Regions from separate parts of the Oryctolagus cuniculus genome. Here region 1 is linked to region 2. Evidence: chromatin contacts called from public Hi-C data. All regions are on one chromosome and are shown on one strand. The core of a region is the stretch at or near the end of the contact, and the rest is flanking DNA. Distances in the headings are between cores, read along the strand shown.

Region 1 (3,554 bases), core at 268-2,767, 210 kb before region 2:
AAGGACAACATATTTACTTTCTGGTTTCTAATAGTTTCACGGAACTCTGTAAAAACAAAACAAAACAACACCACGGCCAGCAGCAGCCAAGCACGAACGGAGCTAAATCCTGACAAACTGAAGGTTCTGTTCCCAGAAGCTGCACGGGCGGACACTGCGAACCAAACGACGAGAAAAGTAGCTCCCAGCGCTGCCTCGCCGGGATCGGACAGCCTTCCGCAAGCAGCTAATCCAAACAGCATGCGATTTAAACGTGGGACCCACTGACTTCGCGGACTAAGTGCAAGAGACTAAAATCCGAAGGCCACACAGAGTGGCCGGCCACTTCCTCCGCAGCATTAAAAACTCTTTGAGAGCGATCATGGGGGCTTTTGAAAGCAAAACTGACCCGTGGATTTTCCAAGGACTGGTGGAGCTGGGGACTACGGATAAGGCGCAAAAACCAGCGGGGCCAAAGCTGAGGGCAGACACCTCCAGTCCTGGGGCTCTGAGGCACCGGGTCCCCTGCCCCCGCAGCGCCCCGCGCCCGAGCAGCCCGGGGAGTCCTCCCGGGAGCGGCGCTCAGGCCGCGGGTCTCCCCGCCTTCCTGCTTCCCGGGGCAGGTGATCTCACCGCTCCACACCTTCACAGCCCCGAGCGCAAAGCCGCGCGGCCGCCTCCAGCCGCAGCGCAGCGGAGCCGGGGGCCCTGGGCTTGCCACCCGCGGCTTCCCCAGGCCGGGATCCAAGCTTCTGGTCGGTAACAACGCGGGCGTTTGGTCGGCGAGCGCCTCCCTTCTCCTCCAGCCCTGCCGGCCAGCCGGCTAAGCGCGGGTGTCCCGGGACCACCTGCTCGCCGGGTTTCCCACTGGCAGCCCGGGCCCTCAATCTCATTCTTGGCGTCCCCTGGCACCCCCGGGGCCTCCCAAAGCCTGCCTCCTTCAGCCCCGGAAACGCTCCCCGGAGGTCCGCGGGGGACCCTCGCGCCCGGGGGCCACGGCGGCGCGCGCTTCCATCTGCCCACCGAGCCGCCAGGGGCCCGTCGGGGCTGCGCCGCGCTGAACCCTGGCACGGCGCGCCAGCCGAGCAGGCGGCCTGCCTCGCCCCGCTTCCAGGCTTAGGGCACCGAGCCCCGGCGCCCGCGAGCCCGCTTGGCGCACGGGGTCCCGCCCGGGATGCCCCGCCACCAATGCGGGCTCTGGAGCTCCCGGTGGACTCCTGCGCTTGCTGGCTCCTCGGCCCCCGGCCCCCCCGCCCCGCTGCCCCGCGCGGAGCCGGGCAGCCGTCGGGCCGGAGGAGCGCCCGCCTCACCTTGGTGAACTTGACCTCCAGGTTGCGGACGGGGCGCGGCAGAACAGGAGCCTTCTTGTCGGGCTGCCCGTTTTCCACGGCCCCGTTGGTGGTGGCCATGGCTCCTCCGCAGTCCCCGGCGCGCCGGCTCGGCCTGGGCGGTGCGCAGCCTGCTCCGGGGTGACAGCTCCGTGCCGCTTTATGCAGCGCCCCACGCCTCCCGCCGGAGGGGGCCGTCTAATTGGCTGCAGGACGGCAGGAAGGGAGGGCGGGCGCCGAGGCAGGGGAGGGGGCCGGCCCGCCTCCCGCCACCCCGCCCGCCGCGCCGTGCGCTCCCTAGCCTCGGAGTTGGCCCTCGGGCGAGTTCCTCGGGGCGCCGCCGCCGCTGAGCCCCGGAAGTCCGCGCGGGCTTGGACCCTGGGCCCGGGGGCCTCAGCGCCCGCTCTGCCCCCGCAGCCCGGCGGGTTTGCCCGCGGCACCTGCTGCCTCCTGCCTGCCGCCGCTCGCCCTTCTCGCCCTTCTCGCTCAACTTCGGCCGGTGCGCCCTGCTGCGCTCCGGGAATGCGCCCGCCCTGGGGCCCGGTGCCTCTCCGGGGCTCGGGGCGGCTGGCCCTCCGGCCTCGGCCTGGAGTGCGGCAGCCTGGCCTGGGCTCGCGAGACGGAGGACTGCCGCGTCCCACCCGGCCCGATCGAGGACCACCGGCGAGCCCACCCGGGCCTCGCGCTGCCTGGAAATCCCCCGCGGCCCTGGGACTTCCTGGGCGGAGGGGCGGGAGGCCCTGCCTGCGCCTGGCTGTGGAGCCCTGGCGCCGCGGGGCCTCCCACCCCCACCAACGCACAGCCTCAGCCCCGGCGGCGGCGCGGTGCAATGACTGTGAATTGTTGAATGCACACGTTATATACCTCGGTTAAAATGATGTCTTTAAAAAGCACACCCATCTTTGCAGCTGGTGGTTCAAAGAACTGACCCTCCTGTCCCAAGGCTGCTCGCAGCTCCCAGGGAGCCCCAGTTCTCATTTTGCCTTTGGGGAGCACTCCATTGACCACAGGAACTTCAGGCCCAACAGAGACAGGGAGCCTGGTGCGCACGCGCGCCATTCCTGGGTCCCGGAGCCGGGGGTGGTGCGCTCCCAGGGAAAGAAGGGGAGGCCCAGCCAAGCCATAGGACGTGCTGGGAGGGTCTCCTTATTTCGTCCAGGCTGCGCTGTGTGTTTTGAGGGTCTGGGGGTCCATCCCTGTCCCCTCTCCTGGACAGTAGGGCAAGCCAGTAGCCCCTTTCCCCCTGGATGGTGGAAAGCTCTCGTGCTGGGGGGGATGAGACGGCCCAGGTAAGGCTGGGGCCTCCAGGATGGTTCAGAGTCGCCCAGCACCAGGGAGCCCGGCCTTGGTCCAAGGCGCACTGATGCTGCGGAGCCCAGAGAGAAGCCACCCCTTTCCTCCGCTGCTCCTGTCAATCTCTGTGTCCTCTGTCTCCCCTAGCTGGCCCCTGGCTCCCACTCCTGAGAACACCTGGGCCCATGGGTCACACACCGTGGCCCAAGGCTGGCTGCTGAGCCCCAGTGTCAGGTGCCTGGGTCCCTCCTGTGGGTTTATGGGCCAGGCCTCTCTGCGCTGGGCTCAGGCTCCCGAAGCCAGTGGGAACACCTAGCATCTGAGTGCTGCCATTGGAGAGGTTTCTAAGTTAAGCTCCCAGTCCAGGAGCTGATCTGGGATCCAGGATGTGTGAACTCATGTCACCTCAGCCAGGACTTAAACACACAAACAAAACCCTGGGCATTTATAGAGGAAGCTGTGTTAATTAAGTAATTGCTGGATTGATGGGGGCAGGCAAAGGAGCCGGGCTTGGAACTCTGCTCCTTTAGGGGAAGAGGGGGGAGCCTGTTGGCTGGGAGTGGACAGCTGCCCATCTGCCGGCCAGGATGTCAGGAATGCAGGCCGCCTCCCCTCACACCCAGAGACGCCACCCGCTCACCTGCAGCTCCTCCTGTGGGTACCCCGTGATCCCCGGGGGAGCCTGAGATCAGAGCAGAAGCCACAGCCGTAGACCTTGTCCGAGCAGGAGGAGGGGCCCAGCTCTGGGCTTGTCCAGGCAGGCAGGTGCTACCTGGGCTCCAATGGCATAGCACTGGCGAGAGGAACCAAGGCAAATGCTCTTCTCCCCATTTTATAGGTGGGTAAACAGAGGCGTGCAGGTACTTGCCCCAGACATCCTCATCAGCGGAGGAGCCAGGGCCAGACTGTGTGGGGGTGGGTGGTGCAGGGCGTGGGGGAGAGGTTCCTCTGACA
Region 2 (3,593 bases), core at 830-3,329:
ACAAACACAAGTGCACCTGAAAAGGAGCTACCCCTGGCTCCCCACACGCACACCCAAGGCTGCCTTCACCCTCCCTCGGAGCAGCACCCTCGTTACAAGTCTCCCACATCCTCCCTCGGAGCAGCACCCTCGTTACAAGTCTCCCACGGCGTCCAGGTCTCCAGACCCCGCTACAGTGTCTTCAGCCACATGTAGAGAATCAGCAGAGACGTCGTGGGAGCAGAAGGTCTAGTGACCCAGAGGAAGTCACCAATCTGAATCTCTCCCAAGAACGTCTTTGCGCCAGAAATTCCCTAAGTGGTCAGCAACATCAGAACAACTCGGAGGCGAACAGGCTGCCTTTCACTCTTGCTACGGGAGGTGACAAAGTCGCGGCTGCCGTGAGACCTGACTTCCGAGTCCGCCTCGCGGGGACGACACTAACGCTCACTTACCTTGGGCGGATCTGCGAGGCAGCGGCACACCACGCAGCGGCACGTGAACTAGACACGCAAAGTCTGTAAGAGCTGTGAAGCGAGAATCTCGTTTACGAAGTGTTGCCACTGGAAGCCCCACATACTTCAACACATCAAACGATCTCTCTGGTTTGGTGTTTTTTTTTTTTTTTAATTTTTTGAGTGTCAAATGACTTAATAACACATTGTGCAAAATTCTATCAGTTCTAGAAGATCTTCGGTGTAACAAACTCCAGTCCCTTCCTAGTCCACCTGTATCGGTCACCCAGAAGCCGAGTTCACGGTCCCCAAGTGCTCCCACTACTGCTGCCTGCACGAGGAAGGTGCACAGATCCACTTCTTAGTAGGAAAAAAAATCAAAATTATTTCCTAAAACAAGCCATTAATTTCCCTTCCCCTACCAAAGGCCGTCCCCTAGCAAACCCCAAAGATTTCCTGGTGGAGGAAGAGGCAAGGGGACACGGGAAGGGGTCGGGGAGAGCAGTAAACTGCGGGTTAATTAACACGCAGGGTCCTTCAGAATTAACGAGCAATTAACACGGAATTGAGGAATTCCTCCGAGAGCAAGGAAGCGGGGGTCGCTACCCGAAACCTCTCAAAGCCACAGGGCAGAGCTCATGCAAAACGCGGAAACACACGGGGCCGGGCCCTCGCAGGGGTGAGAGCCGGCTCCGGCGTGCAGGAGTTATCGGGGCGCCGGGGTCACGCGTGGGCAGCGGGGCCGGGAGAGGGTGCACTCCCAGGCAACTGCCCCCCAAATGCAGCCCCGCGCGGGGGGGGGGGAGGCAGGGATGAACAATGGGGGAGGGGAGGCCCGGCTCCTTACCTGGCCGCAGATGCTGGTGCCCGGCTCCCCGCCGCCGCCGGCTCCCACCTGGAAAACAGCAGCGGCGAGGAGGGGGCTCGCCCCCGCCCACCCTCCCGGCCGGCCCCGGCCCCCCGGCGGAGGTAACTGACTTTACCTGTCCCCTCAGCTGCGGCCCCTCTCCCTCCTTTGCGTCTCCTCCACACTCGCCAACTTCTCCATTGAAGAAACACCCCAGGCAGGGCCGGACGCGGGGGCTCCCCTCACGGCCCCGAGCCGCCGAGCATCCGCACCGCCGAGCAGGCGCGGGGCGGCGGTCCCGGCGGCCGGGCAGCCTCGGGGCAGGGGTGCAGGGAGGAAGTCCCGGCTCGGGTGGGGGGGCAGTCCCGGGCCAGGGGCTCGGAGCAGGGGCTTGCCGCACTCCGGGCCGGAGGCTTCCAGCTGCGGAGGGACCCAGGAGGTCGCGGGACAGCGAGGTCCCGGGTCATACAGGGGCCCAAGTGCCAGCAGCGGGGTCTCCGGACTGGGGGCTTTCGGGATGCACTTTGCACTGGGCCACCCCCGCCCCCTCCCTCCAGCACTTTGGGGTCACTGGGATGGGACCAAGCCTTCAGCGACCAATCAGCGGCCGCCCTGGAGCCTGAGCCCGGAGCCGTAAACCAGGTCCGGGGTGGGTGGGGGTGGGGGGTGGGGGCGACTTGGTTGGTTGGTTGCTTCCTTCTCTCCTCCTTACCCCGGCAGCCCCCACCCCCTGGATGCCGTAAAGCTGCCTGCGCATTCGCGACAGTTGGAGGAGGCGTGCCGATCTGGGCTGGGACTCGTTTCTGATTGGTCTCACTTGCTTCCCCCCCCCCCCACCGCGGCTTCCCCGCCGTGGCTTCCGAGGCTCCGCCCCTGGCGGGGGGGACTCGAAGCGGTTGCTAAGAGACGCGGTACGCTGAACGCGGCCTCTGCGCATGCGGGGGGAGGGGCCATCGTGTACTTTCCGTGAACTACGGTGGCCCGGAGAGGGTAGGGCTCAATGGAATGGCGTTGCGAGTGCGGAGTTCCGTGAGCAGGGTTCCGGGCAGGTAACCGGGTGCTCTCGCTGGGCTCGGCGGCGGGGGCGGCGTGCGTGCGGCAGGCTGAGGGGCGTAAAGGCTGTGGAGGCGGCAGTTGCGAGCCTTGACCCGTCGCTCCCCAGCGCTTGGGAGACGCAGGTGCCTGGCGCTGGTCGCTCTGTGGTTCCCCGAGACCCCGTTAGCCACCGGGCTGGGGGTGGGAGGGAGGACCGGTGATGCCGGCCCGGGCGCTTTCCGGCAAGGGTAGCGACCTTTCGGAATCGTGTGTGAGGGGAAGGCAGAGAGAGCGAGCCGCGGACTCGGGCTGGGAAGGCGTCTCCTGGGTCCGCGGCGGTGTGCTGACCCGGCGGCTGTTCCCGGGCGCCGGCCCGACGTTTGTGCCTTCACCGTGACGGGGCAGGCGGCGAACGCGCAATGGCCCGGGACCGGGCGCCGGGACGTCGGGGGTCGTGGCCGGCTGGAAAGTGACCTTGGAGCGGGCTCCGCGGCAGGGCCTCCGGAGGGAGCTTTGCTCCTGACAGACGCTGCGAGAAGCACGGCCGGCGTCGTGGACGGGAGCGGTGCGGGGCTGCGGGGCTGCGGGGAGGTCCCTGGCTGCTCTGCAGTGTGCGAGGGATGGGCTGGGCTGGGGTTCAATCACAGTTGACCGTGTCCAGTGTCCTCAAAGAAAGCCTTCCTCCTCCGTGTATAGAAGAAACATGCACGGACATTTTGTGGCAGGTGGGGTCCAAGGGTGGCGTTTGTCCCCCGCGGTCATACCCAGCGCCGTGCACACGAGCTACCCGTGGATGGCTTAGCTGGGCCCTGGGCTCCGTCCTGTGCTGGGAAACTCCTGATCGAGGTCAGGCGGCCGTGCGGGGAGGTGGACGCCCTGACCGGGGCAGACCGGGCGTGCGGCCGCGCTGGCTGACCCCGAAGTCGACATGCGGGAGGCTTTCCGGGGCTGCTGGTGTCTGTCTGGAAGGGTGCGGGCGGGTGGGAGGAAGCGGAGCACATCCTGGGCACCCTTAAAGTGCCCCCGAGAGCTTATGGGGCCAGCGCTGCGCCCTAGCAGGTGAAGCCCTCGCCTGCGGTGCCAGCATCCCACGGGGGCGCCAGTTCAAGTCCCGGCTGCTCCACTTCCAAACCAGCTCTCTGCTGTGGCCTGGGAAAGCAGTGGAAGATGGCCCAAGTCCTTGGGTCCCTGCACCTGTGTGGGAGACCGGGAGGAGGCTCCTGGCTCCTGGTTTTGGATTGACGCAGCTCTGGCCATTGTGGCCAATTGGGGAGTGA

What was found. Hi-C and Micro-C count contacts between places; a contact is called where the count stands out from the background.
Region 1: a contact with region 2 is called in a Hi-C map of embryonic fibroblasts, with 7 times the contacts expected there. The contact joins the promoter of ALDH1A3 here to the promoter of ASB7 in region 2. A contact is called at or near these places in 2 of 6 Hi-C or Micro-C datasets (embryonic fibroblasts and skin fibroblasts).

What each region holds. Positions count from the first base shown.
Region 1 is chr12:10,147,195-10,150,748 of mOryCun1.1, reverse strand. It overlaps ALDH1A3 (aldehyde dehydrogenase 1 family member A3), which reads right to left and starts at 1,517. Exons shown (of 13, transcript XM_051822933.2): 1 at 1,290-1,517. The coding sequence starts at 1,388.
Region 2 is chr12:9,938,824-9,942,416 of mOryCun1.1, reverse strand. It overlaps ASB7 (ankyrin repeat and SOCS box containing 7), which reads right to left and starts at 2,079. Exons shown (of 7, transcript XM_008248763.4): 1 at 1,418-2,079; 2 at 1,282-1,329; 3 at 435-506. It overlaps LINS1 (lines homolog 1), which reads left to right and starts at 2,223. Exons shown (of 9, transcript XM_051822935.2): 1 at 2,223-2,330.